4 separate regions of the Mus musculus genome follow, and all the other regions are linked to region 1. A link is a contact called in public Hi-C and promoter capture Hi-C data. All regions are on one chromosome and are shown on one strand. Each heading gives the region's core, a stretch centred on a gene start, on an enhancer-like site or on the middle of the called end of the contact. The rest is flanking DNA. Distances are from core to core; before and after follow the strand shown. Region 1 holds the start of Eif2ak2 (eukaryotic translation initiation factor 2-alpha kinase 2). Region 2 holds the start of Dhx57 (DEAH (Asp-Glu-Ala-Asp/His) box polypeptide 57). Region 3 holds the start of Hnrnpll (heterogeneous nuclear ribonucleoprotein L-like). Region 4 holds the start of Atl2 (atlastin GTPase 2).

What was found. Promoter capture Hi-C pulls out the DNA fragments that hold promoters and counts their contacts. Hi-C and Micro-C count contacts between places; a contact is called where the count stands out from the background.
Region 2: a contact with region 1 is called in a Hi-C map of B cells, with 5 read pairs. The contact joins the promoter of Dhx57 here to the promoter of Eif2ak2 in region 1. A contact is called at or near these places in 2 of 39 promoter capture datasets (hippocampal neurons and pre-B cells) and 1 of 484 Hi-C or Micro-C datasets (B cells).
Region 3: a contact with region 1 is called in a promoter capture Hi-C map of pre-B cells, with 4 times the contacts expected there. The contact joins the promoter of Hnrnpll here to the promoter of Eif2ak2 in region 1. A contact is called at or near these places in 1 of 39 promoter capture datasets (pre-B cells) and 1 of 9 other capture datasets (liver).
Region 4: a promoter capture Hi-C map of embryonic stem cells shows a contact between it and region 1, with 3 times the contacts expected there. The contact joins the promoter of Atl2 here to the promoter of Eif2ak2 in region 1. A contact is called at or near these places in 5 of 39 promoter capture datasets (the 3T3-L1 cell line, embryonic stem cells, hematopoietic stem and progenitor cells and 2 more), 3 of 115 datasets of contacts at active chromatin or transcription factors (embryonic stem cells, large pre-B cells and pancreatic cancer cells) and 1 of 9 other capture datasets (embryonic stem cells).

The regions. Positions count from the first base shown.
Region 1 is chr17:78,880,673-78,884,096 of GRCm38.p6, forward strand. Eif2ak2 (eukaryotic translation initiation factor 2-alpha kinase 2) reads right to left here and starts at 1,900. Exons shown (of 16, transcript NM_011163.4): 1 at 1,728-1,900. Gm26637 reads left to right here and starts at 1,212. Exons shown (of 2, transcript XR_876974.2): 1 at 1,212-1,409.
Region 2 is chr17:80,288,560-80,291,983 of GRCm38.p6, forward strand. It overlaps Dhx57 (DEAH (Asp-Glu-Ala-Asp/His) box polypeptide 57), which reads right to left and starts at 1,917. Exons shown (of 24, transcript NM_001163759.1): 1 at 1,497-1,917. It overlaps Morn2 (MORN repeat containing 2), which reads left to right and starts at 1,653. Exons shown (of 5, transcript NM_194269.2): 1 at 1,653-1,778.
Region 3 is chr17:80,060,642-80,064,065 of GRCm38.p6, forward strand. Hnrnpll (heterogeneous nuclear ribonucleoprotein L-like) reads right to left here and starts at 1,627. Exons shown (of 13, transcript NM_144802.4): 1 at 1,016-1,627. The coding sequence starts at 1,351. 4933407O12Rik reads left to right here and starts at 1,581. Exons shown (of 2, transcript XM_006525248.3): 1 at 1,581-1,931; 2 at 2,032-2,821. The coding sequence starts at 1,599. The coding sequence ends at 2,157.
Region 4 is chr17:79,894,495-79,897,918 of GRCm38.p6, forward strand. It overlaps Atl2 (atlastin GTPase 2), which reads right to left and starts at 1,629. Exons shown (of 13, transcript NM_019717.3): 1 at 1,415-1,629. The coding sequence starts at 1,532. It also overlaps a transcript of Gm41625 not described here.

The DNA of each region.
Region 1 (3,424 bases), core at 650-3,149:
ACGGCACCGCTGCGCTTCCAGAGAATCCAAGTGTGGTTCTCAGCATGGCAGGCAGCTCAAACCTCTTTGTAATTCTAGCTTCTGGGGATCCGGCACCTTCCCTGGCCTCCAAGGGAATTGCATTCCTATGCACACACTCATACACAGATACATAATTAAAAATAAAAAGTAAATAAATTATTTTTTAGAAAGATTTATTTACTTTTTATGAATGTGAGTACAGTGTCTGTTACTCTCTTCAGACACACCACAAGAGGGCATCCGTCCCATTACAGATGGTTGGGACCCACCATGTGGTTGCTGGGAACTGGACTCAGATCTTCTGGAAGAGTGGTCAGCGCTCTTAACCGCTGAGCCATCTCTTCAGCCCCCAATAAATTCTTTTTAAAAATCAATATAACAGTTGTAACTGAAAAAGGAATGAAGGTACCAGAACTATAATAAGGGCTTGGTACAAATGAATGAATAAGTCCACTGGGGAATGAATGGCTAGGTACGGTCCAATCCATGCTCCCAGGAGTTGGAACCCTTTGTCTAGGGAGCAATTTTATTCACCTCTCAGGATGGGCTGGCCTTCTGTGATGCTGCAGGGGCAACTAGAATCACTCCACCTCACCACTGTATTGACAGGTGGGATTCCTATAAAGGAATCAGGATGCTTACCAGGAAGCTGCTCTCAGCTCTCAGTCGCTCACCCAAAGAGCAGCCCATCACATGCACCAACAAATGCCACCTGCTTGTCTCACCTATATCCTGAAGACCCTGATCTTTCTCCTTCCTGAAGACTGTAGGACCCCAGAAGGCTGAGCCCCTCCAGTCGCTGCTTCCCATACAACATGCATTCAGCTAGTATATGATATATAAAGGAGCAAGCTGCACACAGTGTTTGGGTCCCTCCAGGGCCGCAGGGCAAGCTGAAAAACAAGCACACACTCTGCCCTGAGAGTGTCTTTAACTCCAGGGGGCAAGGCACGGTTAGTACTAAAGGTGCAACAGGGAATCCCGTTTCTCTAGAATTCAAGGTTATTTATGAATTACCATCCACTTAACATACATGGAACGAGCACCTGTCAGGGATCAGGTGCTAGGCTTATACAAGCCAATGAAAACTGCTCTTGGGATCTTACTGGTAGAAGGAAAAAGACTAATTCTAGTACTAAGTACTAGTTGGAAGATTGAGAAAAATATGGGGCAGGGGACGGGGGGCGCTGGCTATGAGGGCAGAGTGGAGTTTCTAGCTTAGGGAAGGTAATTCATATCATTGGCTCTGTGAAAAGGACTGGATAGACAGATCTGCCCAGGAAGTCACTTGGGGGTGGGGTGAGGTGGAAAGGGCTTTCCAGGAAGTAGAAACAGGCAGCATGAAGGCAGGAGTTGGAGGGTATTTGGCTGTGGCCCAGAACCACCAAGTAAGTCTGAAAGTGGTGGGCACTGGGCGGGGGAGTTGGGAGAAGAAGGGGGAAGGGGAGGGGGAGGCGCGGGGGGGGGGGTTGCCTGACCATAGCGGCTGGTGGAGGATGGAGCAGGACCCGCTTGTCACAAAGGACAGCTAATTGGAATGCCATGACTGTGCAGCACAAAGTCTTGGCGCAGAATTCAGTCTCTGGGTCATTCAGGCTTCTAGAGTTCCCTCCAGAGTTTTAAGTCATTGGGCTTGTCATTTTCCTTCTGGGTCCCTTTTCCTGCAACCGCTATCCAGGAGTGGGAAAATAGCCCTCAGGTCTTACCAAAGTTTCTGGATCCGGACAGTGGCTCGCTCCCTGGAGCAGGATTCGAATTGTACTTCAGGTGCAGGCTCTGAAATCTATTCGCCCTCCGTTCCCTGCCGCTGCTGCTGCCCATGGAAGTCCGGGCCTGGCCGGTTCTCTTCTGTTTCGTTTTCCCGGCGGACTCCGCCTTCCCACACTGCTCTGGGCCCCTCCCGCACCGGCTCGCACCCGCGAGAAGTCAGGTAGGCGTGTCGCCTCTGTACCCCAGCGCGGGAGCCAAGGTCCGGGCCCGCCTCCCCTCTCCTGTGCAACTGCAGTAACTGCCAGCTTCTCCAGGTTTCGGACACTTCCTGGCTTCCATTCTGGGAAAGCTCTGCAGGAAGAAGAAGGAGAAACCCAAGCCTCCTGCTCCTGGATCAATGATCACAATCTACTTTTCAAAACAAACTTTGAGGAAGCAACTGGGCACATGGATGCTACCGAATTCCGATGTGCAGTGGGAGATACTGAGTAACTCGCCTCTCAGAGGGTCCAGCCAAGCTATGTCTGTGACAATTGAAGTCCAGGTTTGTAAACGTTAGTCTCCTTCCCCTTTCACACTGCCATGCCAAGGAGGACATAGCCATCTTGACAACATTGGCCAGAGGGTTGAAGAATTCTCTCTTAAATCTATTTGTCCAGCCCTCAGCAGTTACCTGCTAGCCCCTTGTTGCATATCACTCACCAGGCCAGGCCCCTGTTAAGATCCACCTGCTCCCAGAAAGGCCACAAGGAATGTTTTATCACAAGGCCAACACCAGCAGTCCCTGCTTAATAAGGAACCTTGCCTGAGCTGGAGAGATGGCTCAGCAGGTAAAAGCACTGACTGCTCTTCCAGAGGTCCTGAGTTCAATTCCCAGCAACCACATGGTGGCTCACAACCATCTGTAATGGGATCCGATGCCCTCTTCTGGTGTGTCTGAAGACAGCTATAGTGAACTCGTATACGGGTTAAAACAAAATTAAAAAAAAAAAAAGAAAAGAAAAGCAATCCTACCTTCCTGTAAGACTGTAACACACTCCCATAATGGAACTTGCTGGCCCAGGACTTGAGGGTTTAGCTTGTGGCACACTGCCCAGTGACACATCTTCATGCCTGCACTCTGAGCTGAGCACCATCCCTATGAGGAGAACTCAGGAGCTAGAATTAGAACCGGGAAATTGTACTCCCAACATGGCAACTGGTGAGAGATGGAAAAGTCCCAAGACAGAGCCCCCAATTTCACAGTCAACATTGCTGTGCCCACTCCTTTCTTCTTCCTTTCCTGTAAGGTAGGAGAACAACAGCCTAACTTTTCTTGTAGCGTGGATCCTGGGTGTAATTTGAGGTCTCTAATGTGAAAAGCCCGTGACCAGATCAGCCTCGATAAACTCCCGCTCCCTACTATAGCACCTTAAATGAACACCCGACTACCTAGGGAGAAGCTGACAGCGAGATCTCTGCAGACATTTCTCTACTGAACATTCACAATGGATGCCATTCTGCTCACTCTACCTATTCCATTCTAGGTGGTTTACTCTTGGCATTTCCAAAGACCCATGATCACCATAATTTCTTCGGGGTCTTGGAACATCTAGCTGAAGTGTTAGCCACTGAAAGGGGTGCCTCTGGATCTTTCTGGAGGCGAATGGTTAGGGAGCAAGTGTGCAAGTGATGTACACCCAATCTTATCAAC
Region 2 (3,424 bases), core at 667-3,166, 1.4 Mb after region 1:
TCCCTGGTGGGTGGGTCATTAGCTAGAATCAGGAAAGACAGTTTCTCCTAGGTGAGTGGGACCCCCCCTCCCCACAAGTGGCCAAACACCATAGAGAAACCAAACAAAAACACAAATAATGTCCTCTTTCAATTTAAAGTGTAAAACTTGCCAAGCAGTGGTGGCAGACACCTTTAGAGGCAGGTGGATCTGTGAGTTGGAAGCCAGCCTGGTCCACAGAGTGAGTTCCAAGCCAGCCAGGGCTACACAGAGAAACTGTCTTAGAAAACAAAAACAAACTAACAAACAACACCCCTCAATTATTTTAACTACTCTCTAACCCTAGATCCCCACTAGGCAAGACATCCTGAGCCCCAACCACGAGCTCTCCAAAGGACAGCAGTATATACATACACTCACAAAACCATAATGACATGAAATGATTAACATGTGACTGAAGGAATGGCACAAACTGAATTTTCAATAATCGCATTCTCCCACCCCCCTCCCCCCACCTTTATGTCTTTCCAGACAGGGTTTCTCTGTGTAAATAGCACTGGCTGCCCTGGAACTCGCTTTGTAGACCAGGTTGGCTTCAAACTTACAGAGATCCATCTGCCTCTGTTTCCAAAGGCGTGCACTACCACGCCCAGCTGCATATCGGGTTTTTGTCTTTTTGTTTTTTTTACGTAGGAAGAAAGGAAAACATCAAACATCTTACCACCCAAACCACCCAGCTGGGGTCAATTCATACATTGAGAAATGGCTGAGGAAAAAAAAAAGGCAAGAAGATTCTGTACTGACTTAAAACAAGTTGCCTCACACCAACCCAGAAAAGGTTACATTTTCAACTTGAGCTGTAATTTTCACGCAAAAATCTGAACCAAGATTTACCGATTATAGCGGCATCCGATATCACATTCCCCAGACGTTTTCTGTAGAATACAAATTAGGTTATCTAGTCCGCAGGGAGGAATCCCACTATCTATGTAGCCTGCTAAGATTTCATCTTTCTTTACCATAGACACTGGATCCAAGTTTGGCTCTAAAAGGATCCTTTGTTTCACACCCAAGTTTGGCTCCCACGTACAGCATCGTCAAGCTGAGGTGATGAAAACTGAACCCACACCGCTTGCCTCCCAGGCAAACCTCTGACCACTATACATTCCCCCAGCTCCATTCAGATACCTAGTCATGCAAGGTTCCTTTCTTCAACATCCATCTTCTCCAACCCTTTCCCCAAACAGCCCCTCGGGTCGCCACCGAGCCACAGACAGGAAATGGGGCTGGCGCCCCTCCTTTTCAACCTTGCTCGGAGCCGTGGGTGTGGACGACCTCGACTGCAGATCCCGGGGTTCCCCAGGATTCTGCAGGTCCAGGTTCACTGCCCCTGGGCTGACAGGCAGGACCATAGGGGCTGCATGGTCCTCGGATGTGATCACTAGAGAGGGGAGGCGGCAGGCGGGCCTGGCAACCCCGAACCCGCGCGGCCCCGCACATGCCACGTCAGGCCGTACCTGGCTCGTAGCGTTGCTGGCTGCGGAGCTCAGGAGGCGGCACCCAGGGTCGGGGTCCGGGCTGGGTTCAGCTTCCCTCTTGGACCTCACCCGCAGCAGCCGCCCCGCCCAGGTGTCTTCTGATTGGCTTCTTGCACTTTTGCTTCCGGGTGAGAGGTCGCCCGGTCGCCCCAGCAACCGAGGCCCGCTCTGTCCTAGAGCCCAGCTCCCTCCAGCCTGCCGAGCTGGCGAGCCTAGGGGAATCGCAGAGTCGCGAAAGCCTGTCCTTCACGTCTCCATCAAGTGAGTGCGCTTCCTCTCGGGAGCTGATGGACCCGGAGCCAGCCGCAGCATCCACTCTGGGGTGGAGGGGCACCGACAGCCCGGCGTCGGGGGATCCGGAGATACAGCGTGGGCCCCCGAGTCTGTGGGTTCGCTGTGCCTATCACTCCGGATTTGTTTCCTTTACGGTGCCAGATCAATGGCAGAGGTTCCTGCTAACTCACATAATCCAGAAATTTGAATGTGGAAACGTCACCCCCTTATTTAGAGAATATTAGTTTCTGTAATCGAACTCACACAGATAAGGTTTTACCTATGTAATACAGTGAAGTAAGCCTGTACAAATGGAAAAGAAATTAGCTTGATGTTTCTAGACTAATATGGCTGCTGATTTTGGTACAATGACAACTCAACATGGTTGAAAACACAAGTACAGTTTTCAAAAATTAAACGTGTGTTTAATATATATACATATTTAATATATTATATAATATATATTAACATATAATATATTAATATTATTTTAAATATAGGTATATGTTTATATGTGTATATATTTATATATGTGTATATATTTTTATATATGTATATATATCTATGTATATGTATAAAGAGCAATAATAGTATGTTATGCATCAGTAATAACAACAGCTTTTTCAGGTCCTGTAGTCATCTGAACAAAATTGTAGACGTCTAGCCTCGCCTTAAAAACAAACAAACAGAAAAACACCACCAAACAACTAGAAACAGCACAGGTCTGTGACCATTAGGGTACCAGCACAATATATATATGTATATAAGTATACACATATACATACATGTGTGTGTATTGTACATATATAATTATATGTATATTATATATATGTATGTATATTATAGACATATAATTAGCTTTTAAATCATCTGTAAAGAAGACATCCTGAGTAATATTGGAACCATCTTTGATAAAGCTACCAATTCATATCATGCAGCAGGTAGGAGATATTTTACACTCACATGATACAGTGCTGCCCCCACATTTGTAACACTAGAGGGCGAAAAAGGCATTTGAGACTTCTTTTTACTTTTTTCAGCAGAGGGCCAAATGCTGGTGTGACATAGCTCTGTAAAAGAAGTGCACTCTTTTAGATAGGAATTCCTTTCAGTAGTGTTCAAAGTATTACACTCTCACGAAACAACAAACAAACAAACAAAACCAAAAAAAAAAAAACCCTGAAAACCAAAAAGGGGAAACATTTCCCCGAGATAAAGCCGTACAAGACTATGCTCATCAAACGTGGAAATCTGAAGAGCGGTTGAGGACTGCTTCATTTCCTGTATGATCAGTTGTGTTTAGTAGTGTCCTGCTTAGTAGGCGTTTAATGATTCTGTCTCAAGAGCCATTCATTCCCTAGATAAGCATTTTCTGTTTGTACTCAATACCGAGTCAGGTGGTGGGAGGACATTTCATCGATCTATGGTCCCTATTTTAGTGTAGGTGACTAACTACACATAAGCATTGCTTTACTAAGACCCCTAGTCCTGGAACCAGAGGAGTTTAAGGATGAGAAGAAGTCAGACAGACTTTGCAGAGGGGCCATCTACAGAGTTGGACACTAGCCTGCATGGCCTACATAGGTTCATCCTTTTAGTCAAAAGTAAGAATGAGACATTGAGGTAGAATCTGT
Region 3 (3,424 bases), core at 377-2,876, 1.2 Mb after region 1:
AATTCGAACTTTAGAAAGATAAGCGGCTTCTGATTAAAAAGGGTTGGAACACCTTAATTTTTGGAAGGTGTGCATAACTTCGTCAACTTCTGCTAAGATTTGATCTCAAATGTATTAAGTGTTTAAATAATATCTTAAGTCGTCAAGACCGTTTAAAGGCCCCCAAAAGAGTCAAAACCGTTCGGATTGGTTTGTTTCCTTAAAGTCTCCATGGAACTGAAGTTGTGGGTTGCGCTGTCCACATTCCTCCAGCCTCCAGCTAAACGTTTCTGATAAAGGAGGACTCGAGGAATGTGTGACTGAATTCCCACAGCTCTGCATTCATTTCCTTCTGTGGGGGACAAACTTGAAGTACATTATGAATGAAGAACTCTCGTCATCTGAACGCCTTTTATTTGACAGCAGGGACAGACACACACACACACACTTAGATCACCGGCCCACTCATTTCTGTAACAAGAAAACTTATCTTGGCCATTGCCTGGCCTGAATGAACCCCATGCCCACAAAGCCTTTTCTATAGAAAGATATTAAACTAGCGAGGGCTAAACTACGGGGAGAGCACGAGGGCGCAATTTGTCATTGCATCGCGGTTCCCACGGAGACGAGGCCACGAGAGCCTTCCCGTTATGGTTGCCCAGCGTGAGGATGATGCGGGTCGGGGAGGCCGGGTCCCCAGCACAGCCTCGGAGCCGGAGTTGCTCAACTAACAAAGAGCGGATCCCGCCGAGGGCGCGCGGCGCAGCCTCCCGGAGCGGAAGCGACACCCGCCCGCCCCCGCCGCCCCCACCCCGCTACCCTCCCCAAGTTCAGGGCCCGGACTCCGGGAGGCCCGGCACCCCAAGCCCACCCAAAGCCGGCATTCGGGATTCGGGGATCGTGGGCAATAAAGGAAAGAATCAGTCCGAGTCGCCAGCTACGCGCTCGGCGTGCACGCAGCGGCAAAGGCGGCCAGGCCGAACCCCCGCCGCCGGGCCCTGCTGGAGGGACGCGGCGCGGCGCCGCGCTTTGTTACCGTGGACAGGGGCATGCTCCGAGGGCCACCGCCGCTGCCACCTTCGTCGCCGCCGCTCCCTCCCTCATCGCCGTCGCCTTCGTCGCCTTCTTCTCCACCTTCGCCTTCCTCGCCGTCGCCGCCGCCGCCGCTGCCTCCGTCTCCGTCGCCTCCGTCGCCGCCGCCGCTGTCGCTATCGCTCCCCGCCTGAGGCGTCGCTTCCTGGCGATTCTCGCTCTCCTCGGCCGAGTAGACGATCTCTCCCTCCTCGGTCTTGAGGCGCTTGGCCTGGCTCTCGAACTCCCGGTCCTCCTCGTACGTCTCCTCCTTGGGGGAGGAGGAGGAGGAGGAGGACATGGCGGCGGCGGTGGAGACGGCGCGGGAGACGGGCCTCAGATGTCGCTGATCGGTCCCCGCCGCGGGCTGCGCCTCCTCGGCGCGGGTCTGAGCTGGCCCGGCGTCCTCCGCGGCGCGCTCCAGGAGCCCGTGACTGAGAAGGGAGCGCGGGCTGAGGGGACGCTTCCCTTTATCTCTCAGCCAGCCTCCAGCCTCTCCCTCCGCCAGCTTCGCGGCTCCCAGCCCCGGGGGGGACGCGAAAGTAAGGATGGGGCCGGGCCGTGGCTTCCGGTCTTCCCTCCTCCCTGATCCGCTCCCCGCCGCTCAGGCGGAGCCTCCACCCCGCCTTGACTGCCGCCGGGCGGGATGGGATCCAGGGCCCGAGAGTTTCCGCCCCCTTGCCGAACTTCCGCCTCCTATTGGAAGAGCGAAAGTCGATCTGGCTTCCAATTGGCTGGAAGAACTGCTCGTCAGAATCCCAGCCTGGACTCTCGCTGGGCTCCGGTCGGGACCGTGCAACGCCCGCTGCGCGCGGTTCCGCAGCGGTTGCAGCCCCGTGGCGGTTAGCGCTGTTAGGCCCTGGCCGCCGCTGAGATACCGGGTGAATGTGAGGAGCCGGCGATGCGTTCGGCAGAGTCGGGGCTGTGGGTGTTAACCGCCTTCCCGCTAATTTGAATGCTTTTCTTCTTCATTTTAAAAAGATGAGGGAGACCTGGAGAATCTTTAAAAAGATGAGGGAAACCTGGAGAATCTCCGCGCACCTAACCACACACAGCCCCCGAAAGCGCGTGGACTCTGCGCCACTAACTAAACAGAACAACCGTTAGCTGTTACTGACTGTGGCGAGCCAGCGAGATGATGCACACAGGTCTGCGCAGGGCATAGGTGACCTGCAAACCGGACCTATTGCTGCAGACATACCTATCCAAGTCCCTGCTGCAGTTACATATTCTCAACCTTCCTCTAAAACCCCTATTCTCACTGTTCTGAATGATCGTCTTCATTTTCCAAAATAGGAAACTCTCACAATCCTGTTCGTTTCCAGCCCACAACTCACTTCCTCTGTGAAGCCTAAAGACTGTTTTAAGGTTTTTAGCTGTTTCTATTTGCAAAAGGCCTTTGAATAACTAAAGGTGTTGTTTTAAAACAAAACAAAACTGGACGTGCTTAAGGGCAGGTACTGTGTTCATTTTTATAATCTAGTTCCAGTACAGTTCACCCCAACCCAATCCACCCCCGAATGGATTTCAGTGACCAACTTACTGGGTTGAAATTATGGTGTCTAGCTAGCAAGAAACCCACCGCGCCCTAAGTGCCCTGTTACTTTAAGCCTTGGAAAACTAAGATTCGTTCTGCGCACTTGTTTTGAACCTCTTCCTTTCCCAGTTGTGGGTTGTTCCCTCCTCTAGCCTGTTTTTTTTCCCCCAAAGGCATTTCTTCCCCCAGAAAGATGTGTGATCGTTCTTTTAACATATGTTGCTTTCTCCTTTATACTTTGCGTCGCTTGTCATTTTAGAATCCTAAGGAATCTAAGCGTTTCTGCAAACTGTACCACTGTGTGTGAGAGAGAGAGAGAGGCCGCTTGCAGAACTGAAAATTAGAAATATGTCTTTAAAATTAAGATAAGACTGACGTGTACCGAAGAAATATCAAAGAAGGAATTGCAGAGCTGGGGACAGATAAGGAAACGTCCTGAGCGAGAGCAACTGCATCCGCAGTCAGAAAAACACTGCACCAGTTTTGCCCAAAAGTTTTTGTCTGAGTCAGATGCTCCATACAAATTGACAGTGCAAAAGTTTCTGTGCAAGAAAGTTCAGGTACAAAAGTTTTAAAAGCTAAGATCTAAAAGGCGTAGGTTTAGGGCTGGAGAGGTGGCTCAGCAGAGGCGGTGCAGCCCTCAGGGAAGCATAGGAGCTTCCCGGTGCTCTTCCTAGGGATCCGATGCTCTCCCTTCTGACACCTTCATAGTCACCATGTCACTGAGCAGTGTTCTGCAGGGACTGTCAAGATGGCCGCACCTGTCAAAATGGTGGCATCAGTTAAAACAAAGTGGGTGGGGGGAAAAAGCACCAATCACTGAGCAGGAAAACCAGC
Region 4 (3,424 bases), core at 379-2,878, 1.0 Mb after region 1:
ACACACACACACGGATTCCAAAACAAATCAGCCACCTAAGGTTTTTAAAAAGCCTCTCTGGAAGTATTTCCAAGGGCAGAGGGCTACCACTGTAAACAGTTCTGACAAGAGTTTGTAGTTGACAGGTTAACAAACCTCATTTCTTTTTCTCGTTCGAAAATTCTAAGTTATCCTCACCTCTGACATATGTCCAAGAGCTACCATAAATGGTGAAATGTAAATTAAAGTTTTCTATAAAGTGTCTGTGGTAAATATTTAATCAAAATGTTTTAAATTTTATCCAGTAAAGCCTTTATCAGATTGTGGAAAAGGAAATACAAAAGCGATCTCATACCCGGTGTGTTTACTCTACGCTTATCTTGACCTCAGGTATCTAACCCTAAGCCCTTACGATTTCTAAGCCTTTGAAAAACTTTTCCGCCTTTAACCATCGCAACTCTCAATAAGGACTTCGTGCGTTCAATTCGCACCACGGTGAAAGATCAAATGCTACACTCCTAAAAATAGGGGTGCTGTGAGTGAGAGCAACACACAACACCGCGCTGCCAACGCAACTGCGTCTTCGACGGGGTAGGGGCGCCATGTACACACACATACAGTAGGAGCTCACATTCAGCAAAACCCAGGAACGACGGGATCAGGTGACTTCAAACCAGACACTCTCAGCCTGAAGCGAATGACTCGCAGCCCCAGGGCTCCTAACCCCAGTCTGACAACCGGAGCCAACACTTGCAACCCTGGCCAATCCACGCACAACTCGTGCGAATGGGTTCGGCGGAGCCAAGAGCTGGTGAAGCTGAAGCTGAGCCCGGGCCCCAGCCCTGGCCTGCGGACTGCGGCTCCCATCGGGAAGGAAGGGTGTGTGAGTGTGTGTGGTGTGTGTGTGGAGAGAGCTCTGCGACCTGGCAGCCAGGTGCCAGCGGTTCCCGCGTCCACCGCCACCGCGGGGCCCAGCGCGTCCCGCTCGTCCCTCCCTTCCCGGCCCGCGTCAGGCACCCAGGGCAGTGAGTGCCCGCCGGGTGACCGATCCCGTACCGCCCGCCGACCTCCGCGCGTCCCGGCCCCGTGGCCCCGGCTCAAGGCCGCCCCCTTGGGTCGGGGCGGACACCGCGGCGGCCACGCGGCGGCGGCGGGCAGGGGGCCGGGCTGCCCGTTCCCCCGGCAGCTGGGAGAGCCGAGGCCCGCGGGCCGCCCTCTCAGGCCGCGCGGCGGAGCGTGGGGCGCGGCTGCCGCTAGGCCCTGCGAGCGAGCGAACGAGCGTGCGAGCGAACGGGCGGCCGCGGCGGCCAGAGCCGAGCCGAGCCCAGCCAGCCGCGGTCTTCGACCCCAGCGGGCGACCGGTGCCCGCCAGCCCGAACGGCCGCAGCCTCCCCGACTCCCGGCCCCCCGTGGCCTCGGCCCCTCCGGCCCGTACCTAGGGAGGTCGTAGACGAGACGTGGTTAACTCCGACGCTCGAGTCGCTGGTCTGTCGCCGGCGCCTCAGCCCCTGCTGCGGCTGCTGCCTTCGCGCTGCCTCGTCCCCCTCCGCCATCTTGTACCGATTTAAAATTAACTCCCCACTGACGTCAAACGCCGCCGCCGCTTTATCAACCTCCCGGGAGCCGGCGGGGCGGCCTGCGGGTCCTAGCGCCGCCCTCTGACTTGCGCGGCCCAGACACGCCCAGCCACGCCCATCAGCGCCCTCGCTCCTCCTCCGCCCGGGCCAACCTGCCGCGGAGCTCCGCAGCTCTCAGACTTCTAAGGAAGAGTTGGGGAACCCCCACTGCGGCCGGCGCCATCCCGTCCCTACCTTCCCGCTCTCGGGGCCACACCCCCTTGCCGCAGGGCGGAGAAGGCATCTCCAGTCCCTCCTTTCCCAATTCTCTTCGCATCTCTAACGTTGACTCTGCACGTGAGGTTACATTCGCATCCTTTCCCTCCTAGCTTTCTTACCCCCAGCCCTCTTCCCTGCGAAGCCAGTGCCTGGCTTCTCCTGATATCTTGGCCCTACACAGAAAGGTTTTCTCTTTCCACCACTATCCTACAATTTGTTTGCATTGGCTCCCCATCGCCTTCTGAGGCTACTTTACCCTCTCAACTATGCATATCTGAAACCCAAAAAAATACCGCTCTGATCAGAGAAGGAATTCTAATACATCCTCTCCTAACTGTGATGAACCTTCTTCTGGGGATCCACTGGCATCATGTAGAAAGTTCGAGAAACTTTATAACAGATACGTCAACCTGTGGAGGCAGCTGTGGAACACAGTTCTTAGTCTCATGAATTTGTACCACAACCATGGCTGCAGGAGAAAATCCTTTTCTCTTGAAAAAGTGGGAGCCCAGGTGTCCAAATGATTGTCTTACCCCAACCTCTTAAGCCTATACTTTGCAACCTTTAATTCCACAAAACCTCTAGAAAAAAACCGTTAGTGTCATCAAACTTTGGAGGGCATCATTCCAGATGGGCTTTGGTTGAACTGTCTGGGGATTAAGTCACCTGTTCTCTATCTTTGGAGACACAGATTGTGAGTTCCTTCTGCACTAACTCTGTGTGCTGCTCCCATGTTTCCTGAGCAACCTAGTAAGGGACTTGCTTGATAGTAGGTGTGCTTGCTTGCTTGCTTTTCTTTTCTTTCCTTTCCTTTTCTTTTCTTTTCTTTTCTTTTCTTTTCTTTTTTCTTCTCTTTTTGTTTGGTGGTGGTGGTTTTTCAAGACATAGTTTCTCTGTATAAACCTCTGTATAAGCCTTGGCTATCCTGGAACCCATTTTACAGACAAGGCTGGCCTCAAATTCACAGAGCTTGCCTACCCCTGCCTCTTGAGCGCTGGGATTAAAGGCATGGACCCCCACGCCTGACCTTAGATTTTCTTTCATAATCTCTCTCTGTGATAACTATTGGAGATTGTACACTCCGCGGTGTGCAGGTGCTTGGGCATGAAAGAAGATGTCAAGATGAGGATTTTTGCCTTCAAAGACCAAAATCCCATTTATTGTCAGTGGTTACATGACACTGAGCACACCCTATCAGATATCCTGGGAAAGTTAGTCATTCCCAAAGCTGTGCTGCTGGCCAACTGGTCTTCAGAGGGGGTTCTACTCGCAGACACTGGCATCTCATCAGCTCTGCTACAGCACCCCAGATAGAGCCACACCTCCTGGATCCAGTGAATATAGAGAAACCTAACTCAGGTCGTCACAGAATGAACACTGACCCACGGTCAAATCCAAGTTTAAAAAGCCACCTTCATTATAGTTACCTCTCTTCTATTCAAACCAAAGAGACACATTCCAGACTTCTTTCTCCTCTTTCCACCCAACAAATCTTCTATTGTCATTGTGACTGCTGGATCTCTCCCTAACTCACTTCCTCTCCAGCACCACCCTAGCCTGTATCTTCATTCAACCTCCTATCTCCCCCACTCCCCTGTAACAAAGTATTT